Linked DNA regions of Mus musculus: region 1 is linked to region 2. The links are chromatin contacts, called in public Hi-C maps. All regions are on one chromosome and are shown on one strand. The core of a region is the stretch at or near the end of the contact, and the rest is flanking DNA. Distances in the headings are between cores, read along the strand shown.

Region 1 (5,071 bases), core at 627-3,126, 200 kb after region 2:
ATTGAAAGGAGAGAATTCTCAACGAGAAGAAGAGAAGAAGCAGAGCAGGTCCTGGCAGGTTCCCTTGGCTGGAGCATGGCGCCTGCATCTCAATAATGAAGTCAGGGCCTGGCTCCCAACTCTGCTCTGGATAAGGGGGGAGGTGGGTAAATATATCAAAGCTGAGTTGAGCTTGCTGAAGGAAGAGTCAAGTGTACAGAACTCTCTGGTCTTCCTTCCTTCCTTCCTTCCTTCCTTCCTTCCTTCCTTCCTTCCTTCCTTCCTTCCTTCCTTCCTCCTCCTTCTCCTCCTCTTTCTCCTTTTTACTTCTTAGCCCATTTTAGGAGTTTTACTTTAGACCCAGTAGATGACAAAGGCATTGCATGAACCCGACACACCATAATGTGTGCACGCCTCTGGTTTAACCCAGATGAAACCAGAAGCAGGGAGAACAAGACTGGTTCCGAATCAAGACTGGTTCCGAATCTTGTCTAAATGTTGCAAAGGCTGCAGGCAGCACTGGCTACCTTTGCTCTTCAGACTAAAAGGGAAACATTGGAGTTCCTCAACCTTTGTAAACATTTCCCCGTGTGATCCCTTCGGCTTAATCTAGCCTTAGCTGTGCTTCCTCCTATAAAAGCCATTTAGCTCTGGTTCAAACAAAAAAACCAAGAATCCGTGTAAAGGCTGGGAAAGGCAGATGGGGAGGGAGAAGGATCTTTTATTCTGTGGGATCCCGAGTGAGGAATGGAACAGGTTTCATCCTTTTGACTGTGCACCCCAATGGCAAATCCAGGAAGAGGGTAGAAGAAACCTAATGCTGTCTGCTAAAGGCCAGGGGACACTTGCAGTTATCAGCGCACACAGGAGGGCGTCTTGTTCCTGGGCTGCAAAAGCAGTGGTGCCTCTCACCTTCATCACCAAAGAGAGCATTCTCCATGAAATCTGTGTTGTCCCGAGGTCAGATCTGCAAAGCTATAATTATCCAGGTAACTCGGGTCCGATGTTTCTCAAAATATCCAGGTAATTATAGGAGAAAGGTCATTTCCTCTATATAATCTCAAACCTACCACTGGCTGTCTACACTGGCAGTTTGCCAGTCAAGATCGCCTGTCATTTCCATTTTGTTCTTTACTAGAATTTGCCAAGGACTAAGAATCCTAATGGGGGAGTTTTAAAAATGACTTTTGTACGGATACCGCTTCCTTCACCACCACCCCCCCCCTCACCAATGTTCTGCCGGTGTCCTCACAAGATGTAAAAACACCCTCTGCTAATTTTTAACACTCCAATGAATTGCATTCTGGGAAAAAAGATATTGTGAGACAGAAAGGAAAGGAGAGGGGTGAAGAGGAGGAAGAAAGGACAGAACGGTCCCAGGGCCTCCAAAACTGAGGACCTTAACTGCTTGGCCCTATTCCGAGAGAGAGAGAGAGAGAGAGAGAGAGAGAGAGAGAGAGAGAGAGAGAGAGAGAGAGAGAGAGAGAGAGAGAGAGAAAGCACAGGTCTGCAGGTCAACAACCCGCTCTTTCCGACTATGGGCTTTGACAGCAGGGGTAGTTTCGGGACGGGAAGAAGCGCATCTGCATGGGGAAGCCACTGTTCCTTTGCTTCACAAAGGAAGAAAAAAATGGCATTTATCCCAAGTAAGGCAGAACGTGGTAGGATTCGCCTCCCCCATCCTTTCTTCCCCCTTCCTCCTCCCATCGCCCTCACCGCCACCGCCCCTTCCTGTCGGAAGAGAAAAGGTGGGAGGGGGAGGAGGACCCACCGGTCACAGGCGGCGCGGTGGGATTCTCTTTCTTTGGCTTTTACCAGCCAATGGGGGTCAGGACGCTATTGGTTCAGCATCATGTGCGAGCGGGTGCCTCTCGCTTAGCAACAGCGAGCAGCGAGCAGCGGAGGCAGGAAGCAACGCCACCTGGCCCAGGGAGTGTGCGATGCTTTAAAAGGGAGACAGAAGGGGAGAAGAAAGAGCAATCTAGCTTAACATATTGTACTCCCAAGAACAAGGCTTCATCAGGCTGATAAAGACAGCCAGCCAGGCAAAAACCGGACACGAGCTCTGTCCCATGAGCATGTCTGTATCACCCTAGGTGGTCTACACATAGTTTTTGTTTTAAGGGACACTCTACTGTGCTGCAAGGGAGGTGGATGGAAAGATGGTTATCTGGGAGGTAGGGGTGAATCTACAACTCTCAGTGAGTTCAGTCAGTCTTATTCTCACATTAGGGTATTACTAGAAAAGACAAGTAAAATTGGGTGTGCTTGAAAAGGCAATTGGCTAGGTAGGAATCATGGCTTTCTTCCTTTTCTTTTTCTTTCTTTTTTCTTTTTCTTTTCTTTTTTTTAATTAATCAACACAGTAGCTGTTTCTAAGTGCTAAATTCCATCATAGTGGCCAACAATTAGCCCTTTGGAGTAGAAAATGGCAAAAGAGAAAGACAATCCTGTAAAGTGTGCTGTGCTGTGTGTGTGTGTGTGTGTGTGAGAGAGAGAGAGAGACAGACAGACAAGACCTGGGCTGTGTGTGTGATGTGGTGTGTGTATGAGTATGTATGTGTGTAGTGTGTGATGTGGTGTGGTGTGGTGTGTATATGAGTATGTATGTGTGTAGTGTGTGATGTGGTGTGTGTATGTATGTATGTGTGTAGTGTGTGATGTGGTGTGGTGTGGTGTGTGTATGAGTATGTATGTGTGTAGTGTGTGATGTGGTGTGTGTATGTATGTGTGTAGTGTGTGATGTGGTGTGGTGTGGTGTGTATATGAGTATGTATGTGTGTAGTGTGTGATGTGGTGTGTGTATGTATGTGTGTAGTGTGTGATGTGGTGTGGTGTGGTGTGTGTATGAGTATGTATGTGTGTAGTGTGTGATGTGGTGTGTGTATGTATGTGTGTAGTGTGTGATGTGGTGTGGTGTGGTGTGTATATGAGTATGTATGTGTGTAGTGTGTGATGTGGTGTGTGTATGTATGTGTGTAGTGTGTGATGTGGTGTGGTGTGGTGTGGTGTGTGTATGAGTATGTATGTGTGTAGTGTGTGATGTGGTGTGTGTATGTATGTGTGTAGTGTGTGATGTGGTGTGTGTATGTATGTGTGTAGGGGGAGATTTTGGGTTTCTCTTTGCTGCTTCTGTGATTCAAGAGGTATTTTGAGGAGGCTGGGATGAGCTCTGAAGGTCTCCCTGCCTGCCTGTAGCAGACGTTGTGCCAGTGATAATAAGGAAAAGCATCCAGCTCATTCATATCCCCTCAGAGTACATAACCTCCCCTTCCCCCTGTTCTAGACCCCCCTACCATGCTCTATAAAGACCCCCTAACTTCTATATCCAATAAACCCCAATCCATCCCACAACATCCAAGACCCGGTCTTAGACTCCAAACCACAGATGACAAAGTACCTCCTTTTATTTCTTAGAGGGGAATGTAGTTAGTCAACATGGGTCTTCCCCTGGTGTCAACTGGTGCCCTGAGACAAAGACCAGTACTGTGGAGGGCACAGATGGGCTACACCCGGCAGCACTGTCTAAAGCAGACCCGGTTAACCCCTTCTGTGCCGAGCTGAAGAAGTCACTGACTATACTGACACCTACTGCTCAAGAACAGTTGTACATCCTTCTCTAGCTGGGTTCTTCAAAGCAGCCATTTGCCCCACTCCTGGGGCACCGCTGCATGCCCTCTCCTACCCCTCCCCCGCCAGGTTAACAGTTCAATGAGGGCACCTGAAGCCCCTCACATACAGGCTGGCCTTGGCACCTACCTGACACTCAAGTCTCCTTTGTAGGGATACAGCCCACTATTAGCAGAGACCCAACACAAGAGGGACAGATAAGAGGTTGCTAAAAGTCCACACTGTCTGCAGGTGAATCCTCTCGGAAATAAACGGAATCATTCTGAGAGAGGCAGATTATCCACTGAATTTCACAGAGGAAAACATGAAGTAAAGTTCTAGGGCTAGATAACAGGATTCACAGAAACTGCTTTTCCATGGGTTGTAGGATGAGACTGTCACTCAAATGGTGTTTCTTGTGTCTGGTATAGTTCTTTGGGTACCAGGGACTCCCTCCCATTTGGAGAAAGAATCCGTTTAATTAGAAAAGCAAGCTACAGTCTTCTGAAGCCTAGCTAAAAAATGCCCATAATGACTGTAACAATATCCACACGTACAGGAGTCCTGGCTCCAGGAAATATGCAGCAACAGTCTGAACAATTCTGGTTACACACACAATACCACCACCACCACCACCACCACACACACACACACACACACACAAAGCACACATACAAAATACACAATACACATATACCACACACACACACCACACTTTACCCACACCACAATACATGTGCTACATATAACTTTCCCCTTCCTCATCACACATACCACACACTCACGTATAGATACCACACACATACCTACCTACATGATAGACAGCACACATAGAGACATAGACACACACACACATACACGCTGCTAAAAAGGTAGTAGGCTTAAAGTCATATTAGAAGTATCAAGAACAGTTAGCGTGGGCGATCACAGCATCAGCCATTCAGGAGCCCCTAACTCCTTTCATCCTGAGCAAAGCATGTAAGGTGTCTTCACCCTACATGATAATCAGAATGCACAGCAATGCAGGAGGCTCCAGCATCACTACGTATTTAGCTTTTGATTCCCAAGCACCCGGGATAGCTGGATACTCAGACTTGATATTCTCATTTCCCAACCAGGAAACAGGAGTGCTGCAGCTCCCTCAAGCTCCCAGAGCAAGCCAGTGGGAGCATGGAAGGCCCAGGCTTCCTGACTTCAACCCATGCATGGCGCTGAACCAGGACTGGCTACTATGACTGTGACTGCTATGACCAGCCTGTCTCCTCTCTGTGTGCACATTTGCACCAGCATTTCAGGGATGTTCACGTTTCTCATGAGCTACCTCATACTTTCATGAAATGGACTAAGGACAAATAATGGGGAGGTAGCAGGCTTTACTGAAACCCAGATGTGTTTCAAACACAGGCTAGAATGAAGGCTGACTCTGCCGGCCTGTGCCTGCCAAACCCTGTAATGTCTGTAAACTAAAATGTGCGCTGAGTGA
Region 2 (5,181 bases), core at 1,276-3,775:
GAGAAGCAGCTGGGGGTGGAGGCTGCTACCACCAGGGCCAAGCGGAGGAGACGCACCCAGAACGCACTCTGTTTTTCTCATCCAGAGCTCCATTCCCAGAGCAGCATGTGACTTATTCTGTGTGAGTTCGGGTGAGTGGAAAGTTTCCAAATGCCTCACAAAGACAGCAAAAAACAGCTCATGGCTGTGTCCTCAGGGCGCCAGAGATATCCCTCTCTTCTGTGCATAGAAGTTCTTACTAGATCTGCAGAAGATCTAGTAGGGACTCAAGGGACACAAACCATACCATGGCACTAAGTGATGGCTCGACTCCCCACTAGAGGCTGTTTCTTGATAGCTGTGAACTTGGACTAGAGGATGGAAAGCCAGTCCTGGCATCAGAAAGCAAGTGTTCTCGGAGCAGATGGTGGAGGCCAGGCCAGGCAGACAACTCTAGATTCACAAACCTAGGACTCTCAAAAAGTCAAGAGGGATTGCCACAAAAGGGAGCTTTGTGACTCAGTGGCACTCCTAGTCCACGGTGATCTAAGGAAATATCCATAGCATTTCAGCATGACCTGGCAGGACTCGTTCAGACAGCAGGACCTGGTGTGCAATGTCGGCTGCTAGAAAAGGCCCACAAGGACCCAAGTTCAAATCCCCAGAACCTATGTAAACAGCTGGGTGTCTCAGTAGCAAGTACCTGTAATTCCAGAACTACTCTGGCGAGATGGGTGGTCGAGACAGGGGAATCTCTCAAAGCTTAGGGCAGGCTAAGGTGGCATATGCAACAGTGAACTAGAGACCGTTTCTCAAAGATGGTGGAAAATTGGGAGACACCTCTACATGTGCGTTGTGTGCATCCATGTCTTCATTCACACACACACACACACACACACACACACACACACACACACAGAGCACAATGGCCTGGCACGAACCACCTTTGACAAATGACATGACCTAGTCTTTGAAGGCAGAGGCACAAGCAACTAACATATGCTTTCTGTTGCTGTTGTTGTTGTTTGGCCTGGCATTGCGGTGTAGCACAGGCTAGTGTGGTCTTTTTATGTAGCCCAGGGTGGTGTGTGGTGATTCTTCAGCCTCTGCCTCGCAACTGCTTTTGTGAGCTTTTAACAACCAACAGTGAATTTGAAAATGAGTGTATCACTATGTTTATTGCCCTATGGCAACATCCTTCTAGAAAGTACTGGTGGGAGGAAAGGCCCTTCTGCAGCCTATCAGACTAGGGCTTTGCGACACGACATGAAACCAATCAGAGACTGGGATGGGTCCAGGGGCTCCTGAGCTTATGGAAGAGGCTTGCTGTTTGTCCACTGTGTGCCCTCCTGCAACATCCAAAGAGGATTCCAGAAATAGTGTTTCATAGCTCCCATGCATCCTTCCGCATGCACAGCTGTAGATGGAGAGTCCCCCGCCATTCACAGACTCCGAGTGAAGCCCGTGCGTTGGCTCTTTCTGCTCAACACTGGAGCTGCTCTAGGATGCTGGCAACCAGTCACGGTGAAAGGAGCCAAGGATTCTGGGTGACCACCTTTGACACTAGAATCAAATGCTATGTGGTTTCAAGCATGATGGAGGAAATTCTGCTCACTGAATTCGTTAAAACGGTCTTCATAAAACAGGGAGGAGGGGGAGGATGTAGGGGACTAATTATAAAGTTCCACTCAGTTTACTCAGCTCCTCAGCCTGGCTGCCATAGCAAGAGAGACTCGATGCTGTTAGCTCCCTCCCCACAGCCCTCTAGGCAACAAAGAACCACTCGTCAGCTAAGAGAAAAGCAGCAAGCAGCCGGCCCTGGCCTTCCCCTTCTTCATCGCTGGTGAGAATGCTACTGCCAGATCTGTCTTTCTCTCTCATCTTCTCCACCTAAGGTCAAAGAACAAACAGGCTTCCCCAATAATCTTAACAAAGAAAAGAACGGAAAGTCACCCAGGCCAAGTTGCAAGCTCTAACTAAGCCTTGATGCTTCCAGGAAGGAACAGGGAGAGGGGCTGGAATGATTCCCCCAGATCGCACCTCACTCTCGTGTGTGGTTCTCTAACAACTCTGACCCCGGCTGTCATTCGAAAAGGCTACAGCACCATGCCACTGGAAACAGCTAAACCTGGTGTCATGTCGAGTGGTAATAAGGCCACTGCTGGTTTTATTTATTTATTTATTTATTTATTTATTCATTCATTCATTCATTTATTTTTGCAAGCACTCCATGCACTTAGGAGATAAACATGAATATCCTATCGCTGGCCTCCACAAGTCACACTTATCAATGGCGAGGAAAAAAAAACCAACAAAACACTGCTTTTGTTTGACAGGTGTTGCTCGGTGCCTGTGGTAGGAAGTTACTTTTTTTTTCCACGCTGCCCATTAGCATCATGAAAAGGCAAGGGCCAGCTGCATTCACAGACTCTTTCCGCATGTGTCCACTGGTGGGGACAGCCGAGCATCCTTATGTCCCCTCCAATAAAGAGAACTAATTACCCTCCACCGTACCACCTGGGCTAGAGACAAGCTGTGTCAGGAAAGAGCTTTGACAAACACATTTATTTGTCCAGGACCAAGGCCAGGGCCAGCAACCGCCATTCTTCCTGATATCAGAAGGGAGCCAGATGCTCACAAGATCAATAAAAGGTTCAGAGTTCACTGAGGGCTCAGGGAAGTACCTTCAGACAAGGCCATCCCCTGGGAGAGGGGACATGGGCTTCCAACATGGAGACAGTGGTGACCCGGCGCAAGCCTTCACAGGGAATACTGGTGCCTGCACTGGGACGCTATACTGATTGAAGTTCTTTCAAAGAGAGCTGAAATGTTTGAAGGTTGTCAAAAAGGGTGACAAGGGAGGAATGAATGTTGTTTTCTTCATGCTCAAGTACTTGCTCTTTAGTAGAAGAAAGGCAGGTGGCATGCTGACGGGCACGTGTTCACATGAGCATGCCTGTTTTGTACACAGCATACAACCGAGGTGGACACATGTATCATATGTGTAAAAAGGGGAAGAGAACTCAGACCTCTAAGCATTAGTCTAGGAAGGAGGTAGACACACATACACACACATACACACACACACACATACACACACCCAGGGATCGTAAGGAACTTATTCATAAACTTATTCAAAGTACCCTGATCAATCTGACTTTCCGGTTCAACCAATTCTACCCTGCTCAATGCCAAAGGCTTGGTGTCTGAAGCACCTGAAATGGCTTTCTTCCGCTGCTGGGCATGTAGGAAGCTCTCAGGAGTCCTGTGCTCCTGGCCCAAGCATGAATCTCCAGCATGGTGAACAAGCAAGTCTCTGCTTATTAGTTGTCTTTTTTTTCCCTTTAATTTTCTTTTCCTCTGAAGAGAAGGTAGGAAGGGTTAAACCTATAATTACTGATATCTGTCCCCTGGGAAGCTCACACTCATCCACTGGACAATGTAAGCATGATCAAGACCTCATCCCTCACTGCCCAATACCTCAGCCTACTGTCCAGCTCAGTAAGCAAGAGAAAGACTATTCCATCGGCCTTCTGCCAAAGCTGAGTATATGATTAGGACATGTTTCCTCTCTGGGTATAGAGGCTCACATTTAACAACTCCTCTGGCCTGGTGAGATGGCTCAGTTGGTAAAACCCTTGCCACAAAAGTTCGAGGACTAGAGTTAACCCTCTGGCAGTCATAAAAACAAACAAACAGGCCTTGGGGTACCTATATGTAATCTCAGCATTGGAGGTACTGAGATAGCAGGATCTCTGACGTTCTCTGCCCAGTCAGACTAGTCAAATTGTTGAGTTCCAGGAACCTGGGAGAGACTCTATTGAAAAAACAAACAAACAGGTGGACATGCCCTTAGGAGTAACGTTACCTGGAGTTGAACTCTGGCCACCGGAAGCAAGTGCATACATGCAGAATTCACCAGACAATAAATTCACTCACCGTAAAATTCAATTCAAAAATTATGAACTAAAATGCCAAATTATACACAGCCATCAGCTCCCAATTACCCATTTATCCGAACAATACAAAAATAAGACCTTAAACTCAATTAAAATGCCCAGTAATTTCATGCAGCCCACGCTATAATCTACTCAGCTCACCGAGTCACCTGTAGAGAGTATGGGACACCTGCCCACAGAGACCACGGATCGTATGCAGCTGAAGCAGCCGTAGAAGTCAGTTCTAAACTAAAGCAACTTCCTTATTTGGAGTCTTGTCATGGACTGGCTACTGGCTCCGGTTAATAGGCAAACTGTTACTGCCCCGCTTGGTCTGAGCCTGTCCTGATCTGTAGTCCAGCGTTTGTTTCAAAACAATGGACATTACTTTAGTTCTTGAGGTTTCTTATTTGAGGCTCAATGAAGTGACCTCCTGTGGGTGGCATCAGAGCCATGGAGAAAAACTAAGACCGACCAAAGGAGAAAGGCTTTGCCTACAGGACCCCTGGGAGGAGCCATCTCCTCTTCTAGTGTACTGAGCTGACATTTTTAAATTATAATGACTCCATATTCCAAATGAGTCCTAAGAACATTCTGAATCAGCTAATTAATAAATCAATTGCTCTTCAGGCTGGCATTTATCAAATTCACAGCTCATATGAGAGTGGAGATGAGAACGGAAGTCTGCAGCTGTTCTTCCTCTGCTTCTCGTAGGACGACCGCGAGGATCTCAGGGCCCAGAACCTCACGATGCCTGTGAGCAAAGCATGCACGTGTGTCCATGCTACCCTGGGACTCAACTTCAGCGTCAGTGACATTTTATGGAACAAGAGCTAGCTGCTGAGGCCTGACACACAGAGGTGCTCTCTTGGGCAGACTTGCAATCCATGCTGTGCTCAAGGCTGAAATGCCCTCACAGGGGAGACCTGGATGTAGTGGTACTCACGAGCCGCTACCTTGTTCATGTGGCACAGGGATGGCGCGTGAGGGATGCTAGTGCCAAGGTGGACACATACAGAGTGCTGGTGAGCAATTCATGCCCTTAAGACCTGGGTCTTCTCCTCCAGGTTTCAGAATCATTATCAACACCATTCAGTTGTGACAATAAGGCTATCAGTATGCACTGCTCTTGGTGTGTCTGGGTGGGGATGTATGTGGGTGTATGCATGTGTCTGTGTGTCTGTCTGTGTGCAGGCATATGTATATATTTTTGTGTATGTGCATGTGCACCTGTGTATATGTGTGTGTTTGTGTTTATGTATGT

The links. Hi-C and Micro-C count contacts between places; a contact is called where the count stands out from the background.
Region 1: a contact with region 2 is called in a Hi-C map of cortical neurons, with 2.5 times the contacts expected there. The contact joins two enhancer-like sites. A contact is called at or near these places in 1 of 484 Hi-C or Micro-C datasets (cortical neurons) and 2 of 115 datasets of contacts at active chromatin or transcription factors (embryonic basal ganglia and embryonic stem cells).

The regions. Positions count from the first base shown.
Region 1 is chr3:52,005,990-52,011,060 of GRCm38.p6, forward strand. All of the region lies in intron 1 of Maml3 (mastermind like transcriptional coactivator 3), which reads right to left. Among named protein-coding and RNA genes, the nearest start is that of Maml3, 96 kb to the right of the region's middle. Within about 2 kb of position 1,877, at least 184 of the 459 cell types and tissues checked have an H3K27ac peak or open chromatin away from gene starts, as enhancers often do. A contact at or near this core is called in cortical neurons, where this site is marked.
Region 2 is chr3:51,808,351-51,813,531 of GRCm38.p6, forward strand. The region is part of intron 2 of Maml3 (mastermind like transcriptional coactivator 3); the gene reads right to left. Among named protein-coding and RNA genes, the nearest start is that of Gm46803, 100 kb to the left of the region's middle. Within about 2 kb of position 2,526, at least 13 of the 459 cell types and tissues checked have an H3K27ac peak or open chromatin away from gene starts, as enhancers often do. A contact at or near this core is called in cortical neurons, where this site is marked.